2 separate regions of the Mus musculus genome follow, and region 2 is linked to region 1. Evidence: chromatin contacts called from public promoter capture Hi-C data. All regions are on one chromosome and are shown on one strand. The core of a region is the stretch at or near the end of the contact, and the rest is flanking DNA. Distances in the headings are between cores, read along the strand shown. Region 1 holds the start of Cd300c2 (CD300C molecule 2). Region 2 holds the start of Cd300lf (CD300 molecule like family member F).

What was found. Capture Hi-C pulls out chosen DNA fragments and counts their contacts.
Region 2: a contact with region 1 is called in a promoter capture Hi-C map of adipose tissue. The contact joins the promoter of Cd300lf here to the promoter of Cd300c2 in region 1. A contact is called at or near these places in 1 of 39 promoter capture datasets (macrophages), 1 of 484 Hi-C or Micro-C datasets (nephron progenitors), 1 of 115 datasets of contacts at active chromatin or transcription factors (microglia) and 2 of 9 other capture datasets (adipose tissue and liver).

Annotation. Positions count from the first base shown.
Region 1 is chr11:114,998,314-115,003,266 of GRCm38.p6, forward strand. Cd300c2 (CD300C molecule 2) reads right to left here and starts at 3,567. Exons shown (of 4, transcript NM_134158.1): 1 at 3,174-3,567; 2 at 2,316-2,672; 3 at 1-22. The coding sequence starts at 3,234.
Region 2 is chr11:115,131,439-115,136,829 of GRCm38.p6, forward strand. It overlaps Cd300lf (CD300 molecule like family member F), which reads right to left and starts at 2,554. Exons shown (of 7, transcript NM_001169153.1): 1 at 2,401-2,554. The coding sequence starts at 2,443. It also overlaps a transcript of Rab37 not described here.

The sequences.
Region 1 (4,953 bases), core at 2,317-4,816:
CTCTCAAGGCTCGAACCTGTGACTGGAACAAAGGATAGAAACACAAGACAGTTTCTGCAACCTCCACATTGTCTGCTACCCACTGAAGCCTCTATCACTCTGCTTCACTCAGGTCCCTAGGGGCATGAGGACAGCTGTCTGACAGCCTATAAGCCACATGGCCACACTAAGGCCTGGTCAGGGATTTTCTTCCTAGCCCATATCATGGTGAGCAGTGGCACTTGCAAACATGTTGGAAGTCTTCTTAGAGAGGAGATTGTAGGTGTCTGTGACAAGATCTTAGTGAGTGCCAGGTCCTATCCAGCCTCTGCCATATCTCTTGCCTCCTTGTCTGCCATCCTTCTGGGGACAAACAGGATAGTGGGACTCCATGTCTGCCTGGCACACTCATTCCCAGTGTCAGCCAGAATTTCCACTGGGACATCTTCTCTGAGGAATGAGCAGAAAGAAAGTTCTAGAAAGGCAAATGTGGCAGGGCCTGTGGAGAGTGGCCTCTACTGCAGAGCAGTGATGTCAGTGGGTTTGTAGTTCTCACTCTTCAGTACGAACCCACAGAGGAGGTTGCAGGGAAACATATAAATACATGCAATCTCAGTGCTGGCGAGGCAGAGACAGGAGGATCAGGCATTCCAAGGTGAATCCTAAGTACACAGAGAGATGGTTAACCTGAGCTACACGATATTCTCTCTCAAATGATGGTGATGGTGTTGAAGAAGAGGAAGAGGAAGAAGAGGAGGAGGAGGAGGAAAAAGAGGAGGAGGAGGAGGAGGAGGAGGAGGAGGAGGAGGAGGAGGAGGAGAAGGAGAAGGAGAAGGAGAAGGAGAAGGAGAAGGAGAAGGAGAAGGAGAAGGAGAAGGAGAAGGAGAAGGAGAAGGAGAAGGAGAAGGAGAAGGAGAAGGAGAAGGAGAAGGAGAAGGAGAAGAAGAAGAAATTGGACTTAAGAGTGAGGTTTGGCCTCTTCCTTCAGCTCCCTTCACCAACCCATCCCTTAAAGAGATATACTGGATTGGCTTCTAAGAATGGAGGAGGCTCCATTTGGGGAGAAAAAACTGCAGACATGGAGAATATTTGGGAGCAAAGACACTGAAAGCCTATCTTCCATCCTGCTTGACCATCTGTTCACAGAAGGGGAACCTTGGAGGGATTCTCTGAGTTTCTTCCAGCAGTAAATGGTTCCTGGGAAAGGGGACACAGAGGAGCTTGGAGGAGGTGAGTGGGTTCCTCAGGGCACTGAAAAGCACCATGCTAAAAGCCCCTAGGCTCCAAATTGTGTGATGAAGCTGGTACCCAGAAGGGAAGTGTGCACTCTGTCCCAGGTCAGAGCCACATTTGAGAGAGGGGAGATGATGAGCTGGGGTACCATTCATGTATGGAGAATGGAGTCAGGGCCAGAGACCTGGGAGAGTGCACTCTGGTTTTTTTTTTGTTGTTGTTGTTCCTCCTTCTCTTCCTTCCTCCCTCCCTCCTTCCCTCCCTTCCTACTTTACTCCTTCCCCTTTTTCCTCCTTTTCCTTTTCTTCTTGTCTTCCTCCCTCCTTCCCCCCTTCCCTCCTTCCCTCCTTCCCTCCCTCCCTCTTTTTTCTCTCCCTTTCTCCCTCCCCTCCCCCTTCCTTCCTCCTTCCCTTCATTCCTTCCTTTTCTTTCTTTTACTTTTTGAGACAGGGTCTTGATAGGGAGTTTATAGCCCTGGTTGTCCTGAACTTGTGATCTTCCTGCCTCCACCTCCTGAGTGCTAAGATCTCAGGCATACACCACCCTGATCAGCAGCCAATGGGTTGGTTTTGAGCTGATTTTGCACCAAAGGAAGGATCAGGTCGGGGGATCCTCCTAAATCAGCTGATCATTTGCACACACGACAGAGCTGCCACCCCAACCCTCCTGAGGCAAAACCACACACCAGGTCTGCTCCCCTTCAGCCTCAGTCATAGGCTGCCAGAGACAGCTAACTGCAAAGCTGGCATGTCACCAGTGAAAGCTCTCTTTGAACAAAGCACTGTCACCATCTGTCCCCTATTGACCTCTGCTCAGCACCCAGAACACCCATGAACTCTGGTTTCCATGGTTCACTCCCACAGGATACAGATCTCTGTCCCCTGGCCACACTCTGCTCTCTCTTCCCCATGTCCCCTGACAGACCAGCACCTTCCCCCTTACAAGAAGCAGTTACTCCAGGATGCCTCCCTGGCTGTTGCTCTGTCCCTATCTGCCCCTCATCACACATAATGTACTCCCAGGCTCTGAGCTGAATTCCTCCTCCAGAAATTCCTGCCACTTTCAGCTGTCTTGATGCTACAATGCTCATTATGGGGACTTACCTGGGTCCTCACTTGGAACCACAGACAACTCAATCTTGAAGTACTTATCGAACCCCAAGGAGCCATCAAAAAGTGATATATCCACCGCACACATGTAGGTGTCTGCATCCTCCAGGGTGAGGCTCTCATAGGTCACTGTGAAGGTGAGGTTGTCTGGATGGTCCCTGATGGTCACTCGGCCATTCCTAACTTCTTCTGAGCTGCTGGTCTTGACAATATCTTTACAGAGTACCTTCAGTGACCCTCTGCACCAGAATTTGTCCTTAGTCTTGAATTTCTCCTCGTATTGACATGACACACTGAGCGATTCCCCAACAGCGCCTGTGATAGTGCTGGGGCCATGCAGTGGGACACAGCCTGGAAAAGAGTAACTTCAATTCTGCACCCTGACAGCTGGATGGGAGTAAGTCCTCCCTTTGGTCAGTTCTTAAAAACCCTCTGGTCTCTAGGAAAGAGTGAGAAAGGAGACAGGCTTTGTCAGAGCAGGAGTCAGGACTGAGGTCATAGAGAGATTATAAAATAAATAGAGATTATGTGATTATGGCACTGACTGTCACAGGTGACCCTCCCAGTTGTCCTGAATCTGCCTCAGGTGTGGTAGACATGACTGTATTGTGCACAGAAACCTGGCAGTACCTGGGGAGCAGATGCTGATGGTCCTGGGCCCCACCCAACCCCAGCCCTACCCTCCTGATTCTCTCTAGACCCTTCTGCCTGTGCTGGCCTCTCCCTCACTCTCTCCCCCTCCCCTTCCCCCCCTTCTCCCTCTCCCCCTCCCCATCCCTCTCCCCTCCTGTCAGACTTACAGCAGGAGTTCTCCTTTCAAAGCTTACACCCTACACATCTGCTCATGCTCACCTGGGACCTGAGAGAGGAACAGAGCTGAAGGCAGCCACAATCTTATTACTCTGGGAATCATTTCTTCAGCTCCGCTGTCACCTGTGCCCACATCAGGGCCAAGAGTGGAGAAGGATCTGTCTCAGTCTAGACAGTAGAATGTTCTCTTGCCTAGTTCTCCTTTCTGTCCTCTGCTTCCTGGTCTCGTGCTCTTACGTGAGGCTCCAGATGAACAGTAGCAGGAAGGGCTCTGTTAATACTCCAGGCCTTAGAGGCTTTGGTTCCTACCACACAGAATAAGTGGGGACAACCACTGCTGTGGATTGAGGGTGCCATCTGTCACCTAGCCCTTACCCGAGGGCTTCCCTGCTCCTGCCAGAGCCCTGGAGGGGCATTTCCATTTCCGGTCAGGTTGTCCACCCTCTGCGACACACACTTCCTGAGTGGATTGAAAAGCTTCCCTTCTGTTGCTCTAGCTCTGTGACCACAGAGGAACCATCTCCTTCAAAATGCAGATTATAGGGCACTATTTGTCCATGGCGTCCCTAGAACTGTTTCCAGGTTTACACTACTGATCAAGGTCATGCTGTGACCCTATCCCTTAATGAGAGTTTATCTGAGTGCTGTATCCTCCAAAAGAGTACAGAGCTGTAGGTCACAGCTTTCTTTTCTTCCGTCTTATTCTGTTTGGGGTGCTGTTTGTCTGTGGCAGCATATCTAGCCCAGGATGGCCTCTATGTAGCCAAGGAGGACCTTGAACTGATTCTCCTACCTCCATCTCCTGAGTCCAGCAGTGTAAGGTGTTTGTCACCACAGCCCATCCATGCTGAACCCAGGGCTCTACGCATGCCAGACAAGCTCTCTGCTGACTAAGATGCATCCACAGCCCTGATTATTTGAGACAGTATCTCACACTGCAGCCCAACCTGGGCTTGAATGCAGTATTTAGCTGAAGCTAACCTTGAACTCAGAGAAATCTCCCATCCCTTGAGTGCCAGGCCTAGATGGGAGCCATCATGCATGGCAGCTCTGTCTTCTTGAGTCTCTGGGCCCCATACCTAGACATGGGCATGATTTCGAGTAGGTGTTGTGTGGTAGAATGAAAGAATGACCTCAGATCACTCCTTTCTGATGACTCAGTTTCCCAGTGCTGGCCATCCCCTTCCCTTTCATGTTGGAGAAGATGGAAAAGACGGAATCCAAGAGCCTGGTGACCTGCCTGACCATAGAGGTACCTACACCCCTCTGATCTACAGCAATATCTGCAGGCTGTGGTGACATTTGGGGGAGACCTTTTGCCCTTAAGATTCCCTGGGTTTAGACTCTCCTCTGGGTATCCAGTCTTATGTCACTCACTCCAATCCCCATTGACACAGAATGCAGATGTTCTCCCTACTAACACAGAATACAGATGTTCTCTCACTGTATCATTTTCTTGGCTCTCACTGACTGACCATCAGGGTATCTGCCTGCATTTTTCCATGTCCACTGTTTCTTTATGCTCTACAGAATATCAGATCAACAAGAGCTCAGAAAGTGCTTTGTGCATTCATTATGGGACTCTAAGACATGGTCATGCTTGCTATCTGTGTCTACTCACTGTTCTCTTGCTGCGAGGAGACACCATGACCACAGCAGCTAGTATAAGAGAAAGCATTTAGCCAGGGCTGGTGTAGCAGTCTCAGAGGCTGAGTCCATTGTTATCATGGTCAGCATGGTGGCAAACATGGCAGGTCTGGAGCTGGAGACATAGCAGAGAGTGACATGCTGATTTTCAGGTAGAGAGAGAAAGGCAGAGAGA
Region 2 (5,391 bases), core at 1,304-3,803, 130 kb after region 1:
TGAAGTCTCTCTCTTTTTTTTCTTTCTTCCTTCCTTTCTCCTTTCCTTCCTTCCTCTCTCTCTTCTTCCTTTCTTCTTCTTCTTCTTCTTCTTCTTCTTCTTCTTCTTCTTCTTCTTCTTCGTCTTCGTCTTCGTCTTCTTCGTCTTCTTCGTCTTCTTCTTCTTCTTCTTCTTCTTCTTCTTCTTCTTCTTCTTCTTCTTCTTCTTCTCTCTCTCTCTCTCTCTCTCTCTCTCTCTCTCCCTCCCTCTCTCTCAGTTGGGGGTCTTACTATTCCCAAATTTCTTTTCTTTTTTGTGTGTATATGTGTATGAGTATGTGCTTATGGGCATGTGAACCTAACTACAGGTTCCCATGAAGCCCAAAAAGGACATCAGAGCTGGGGTGACAGGTGGTTGTGAGACACTGGGTACTGGGGGTTGAACCTGGGCCCTCTGTGGGAAGAAAAAAGCATGCCTCCTTAACTGCTGAGCCATCTCTTCAGCCCCCACCTTTGAAATGTCAATGTCTAAATACAAAAGCTGAATACACACTTAGCTATAAGAGTCCTGAGAAACGTCTGCTCTAGGGGTATGAAACTGAAAGCCATCTGCTAAAAAATATTTCAAGCCTAGAGGAGAAGCCCAAGAGCACAGTGGAAACCACCAGAATACAAAGCAAGAAACCCCTCTTCAGCGGTCTAAGTCAGCAGGCCCTAGAGCAGCAGTTTTCAACCTTCCTAACATCACGACCCTTTAAAACAGTTCCTCATGTTATGGTGACTCTCCCCAAACAATAAAATCATTTTCATTGCTACCTCGTAATTTTGCTAGCTTGATGAATTTCAGCATAAACATTCTTGGAAATAGAGGTTTGCCGCAGGGGTCGTTGGAACCACTGCCCTAGAGAGTATCTGAGTACTCATCTATACTGCAGCAGTAGCCGCAATAACCGAGCCATGAATCAAAGTCCATGGACAGACGAATGGATAAAGGAGGTGTCGTATAAATACACAATGATGCCTGCAGGAAAAAAACACTGAACTGGAGGCCATCTTGTTAAAGAGAATACACCAGATTCAGAAAGACAGATATTGCATGTTTTCTCTCCTACGCAAACTCCAGATTTGAAAAAACAAACAAACAAACATGGAAGTAGAAGAGGGTATTTAGGGAGAAGAAGGGGACCCGTAGAAATGGGGAGAAGATGAGAGAAGACGATTGTCTAGGTGCATGCAATGCTCACAGGAGAAAAATGACACAAAGGACTCATGATTTGGTGCAATTTATTTGAAGACAGTCCCACCCTGCACCCTGACTAGCCTGGAACTTGCTATGTAGACTAGGTTGTCCCTAAATGCACAGAGAGTCACCTACCTCTGTCTTCCAAATGAAGAGAGATTAAAGGTGTGCATCATTGTGTTCAAGAGTAAATTCTCTTTCTTTGAAATCAAAACTGTATCCATTCGCTTACAGCTACATTAATTCAAGTGTCATGGCACAGGCCTATAGTCCCAGCACCAGAAAAACCCCTTCGGTGGTCTAACTCAACATGCACTAACTAGAGCAGTGATTCTCAGCCTTCCTAGTGCTTTGACCCTTTAACACAGTTCCTCATGTTGTGGTGACCCCCAGCCATAAAATTATTTTTGTTGCTACTTTGTAATTGTAATTTTGCTACTGTTATGAATCGTGTTGTGATTTTTTTTTTTTTTTTTGGTTTTTTGAGACAGGGTTTCTCTGTATAGCCCTGGCTGTCCTGGAACTCACTTTGTAGACCAGGCTGGCCTCGAACTCAGAAATCTGCCTGCCTCTGCCTCCCGAGTGCTGGGATTAAAGGCATGCGCCACCACTGCCTGGCTGTGAATATTTTTGGAGGTAGACGCAGAGGTAGAAGGATCACTAGTTAGAGGGCCAGCCTTGGCTACATATGGAGCACCTCCCCCATCTCAAAACACAAGAAAGTGCTGTCAGCCCTCTATCTGTGGCCTTGTCTCCTGCCCCCTCTTCACCTTTCAGTCCTCAGCCATTTCTGACAGCACCTTCTCTCCCAGTTGCCACAAATCACCTTTTCATCAGTTGTGAATAGCAGACTTTTTTTTTATCCCTTCAGCAACCTGTTCCCACAATCATTTCTTCCCCCCAAAGCCTTCCCTCCCTTGCTGTAACACAATCACACATTGACAATCCAGCCTCATCAGACATTCTCCTGAGCAACCAGGGCTCTCCTGTCTTTCAAAGACCAGCGGGGCCCATCAGTGTGTCTGTCTTAAATACGACCAGTCCCTCAGTAGTCTAGAATTGTGCCTAGGTCGGGGCTTAAGAACTCAATATTTCTGCCACAAAAGCGCCACAACAATGGGGTGGTGGACAGATGACCCCTTGCTGGGTGGCCACTTCCTCTGGTTGCCTGAGCTCGCTCACCTGTGATCCAGAAGAGAAAGGGGACCAGCAATGACAAATGCATCTTCTCACACCGGGTCACCTTGGTGGAGCCTGCCAGCGAGAACAGGCTACATGCTCCACTCCTGCGTCTCCTGGTCCTGTGGTTTCCCTCACTCTCACTCGGCACTTCCTCCTTTAGCCACTTCCCGCTGGCATATAAAGCACCAAAAGAGGAAGGAGGTAGGGTGAGAGAAGTGTAACGCAAGAAGTCAGACTTGTGAAAAGGACTTTGAGAAACATCATGTCCTCAGCTCCAGACTGACTTCTGGAAAGAGAACAGGGGCTCCTGCTTTGAATGTGCAGGCTCGGTGCTTCTGGATTCCATCAGCTAGAGCAAGAGTTGCTGGAGCCCAGAAGGCCAGCGCTTCAATAGGTTGAAGGGTGCCAGAAGAGAGTCTCTAGAACAGAGACTGGAATGGAGGGAGCCGAGGGAGCTGAAGGGGTGTCAAAAGCCAGCCTCATCATGGGTGCCAAGCACAGCTGTAATCCAAGAATTTAAGAGGTAGAAACAGGGGAATTAAAAGTTTGACTTGAAACTGAGCTATGTGGTAAGGTCAAGGCTAGCCTGGGCTACATAGCCACACCTGTCTAAGAGGAGGGGAGGAAGTATTGCTCAGTGGCAGAGCTCTTGCCTAACATATGCAAGGTCTTGAGTCTGAGCCTCAGCACTCCCACTCATTACAAACTTACCAGGAGAGGGGCTCAGATATAATCAGGATAAATGAACAGGAATTAACATTACCCAGAAGGCTCTGCTTTGATGGCACTCTTTTTTTGTTGTTGTTTTGTTTGTTTGTTTGTTTGTTTGTTTTTTCAAGACAGGGCTTCTCTGTGTAGCCCTGGCTGTCCTGGAGCTCACACTGTAGACCAGGCTGTCCTCGAACTCAGAAATCCACCTGCCTCTGCCTCCCAAGTGCTGGGATTAAAGGCATGCTCCACCACTGCCTCTTATTGATCTGCCCCAGACTAATAGGTAATAGATATAGACTTAACCTGTATTCCCCAGAAATTTAGTGAATATCCCAGGACTACCTCCCCACTGCCCTCTGCAGAAAACCAGCTTGCTATTCATGACTTCTACCCCCGTTCCCACACCCTCCCTGCAGTAACCATTTGTCCAAATAAGAAAAGAAGGAAGGCCAGCCTTTATGGTCACTCCTCATCCTGACACTGTGGCTTCCATCTCACTCACACCCATTTTCAGGAAGTCCTTAAAATAGGGTCACTTTGGGTAGGAGCTATAGACACCCTGTGACACCTTTAATTGGTGGCGTCCTCAAGTCCTGGCTAGACTAACCATATGCAAGGAGGCACGTTGGAGGGCTATGTCCACAAGAAAACACCAGCTGCTGATAAGCCACAGCTTTTCCAGGATGTGGCCAGGGATGGCCACCTTCTTTACATACTTCTAGACCATAAAGGAAGGCCAACAAGGGTTTTCACTCACCACTGTTAATCAAACAGGTTTCTTCCCAGGGTTCCTCTTCCTCCTCCTCCGCACATGTAGAGTGCCTTTCAGAGAAGTGGTCAACAGGCTGAGGGAACCCTGAAAACCAAGGGGCCATGTTCATGGAAGGTCTAGGACCGACTTTTCCTTTCTTGAGCAGAGGTAGGAAAAAGAAAAAAGAAAAAGATAAAGAAAAAGAAAAAAAAAGAAAAGAGCACAGCTGTCTGACAGGAGCCTATGGCCAGCTCCTCTGATCCTGGTCCTCTCAAACTGGCCCATCCAAGATGGAGGGCCACCCTATGAATCAGGAACTTATTCCATCAGACTTATTCAAGCCACTGTGAGTTATAGCGAGATCGCCCCTTAAACAGGGGCTGTACTGGCTAGTTTTGTGTCAACTTGACACAGCTGGAGTTATCACAGAGAAAGGAGCTTCAGTTGAGGAAATGCCTCCATAAGATCCAGCTGTAAGGCATTTTCTCACTTAGTGATCAAGGGGGAAAGGCCCCTTGTGGGTGGGACCATCTCTGGGCTGGTAGTCTTGGTTCAATAAGAGAGCAGGCTGAGCAAGCCAGGTGAGGCAAGCCAGTAAGGAACATCCCTCCATGGCCTCTGCATCAGCTCCTGCTTTCTGGCCTGCTTGAGTTCCAGGCCTGACTTCCTTGGTGATGAACAGCAGTATGGAAGTGTAAGCTGAATAAACCCTTTCCTCCCCAACTTGCTTCTTGGTCATGATGTTTGTGCAGGAATAGATACCCTGACTAAGAAAAATTGGTACCAGCAGAGTGGGGTATTCCTGTGACAACCTGACCATGTTTTGGGGAGGACTGTGGAAGGACTTTGGAACTTTGGGCTTGAAGATCCATTCGTTGTTAAGAGCTCTGTCAGATGTTGTGAAGGAGCTTGGAAGATAATGTTGAGAACAGTGCAGAAGATGGAGGTCTGGTTTGTGAAATTTCAGAGGGAAAATTAAAGACTCTTTTCAGGGCCATTGCTGTTTTGATTGTGAAGATTCTGTGGATCTGGTTAGCTGGGGCTGAAGAATCAGCTGTGATTAACAAGATACCAGAACTACTAAAGCAAAAACTTTGCATTACTGGGACTATTGATGCTGGTTAGCTGGAGCTAAGAAATTAGCGGTGATTAAGAAGAGACCAGCATCATTGAGGTGACATCTTCTGGGAAGTGTTTTCTGAAAGCACAAAGAGGCTGTGTTCCAGAGATAGCCAAGGTTGTACTCCTGCTGCAGCGGGACTTGGTAATATGTAAGGGTCACCCAGGTGGTATTGGTTTTGAAGGCATGAAGGGGTCACGAAGAGCAGCTGAGGCTCGACACTGTGAGAGGCCATGGAAGGCCATTGGTGAAGGTGCAGCCTCAGTTGCAATTGAAGGCCCAGGACTGAAGGGGTCATGCAGTGTTTTGGAGATGCCAGTACCATGAGATGACCACCAAGAGCACCTGCAGCAGTGGAGTACAGGCGTCTGGAGCCTAGAGGACGACGCATGTGCTACAAAGGGCATGG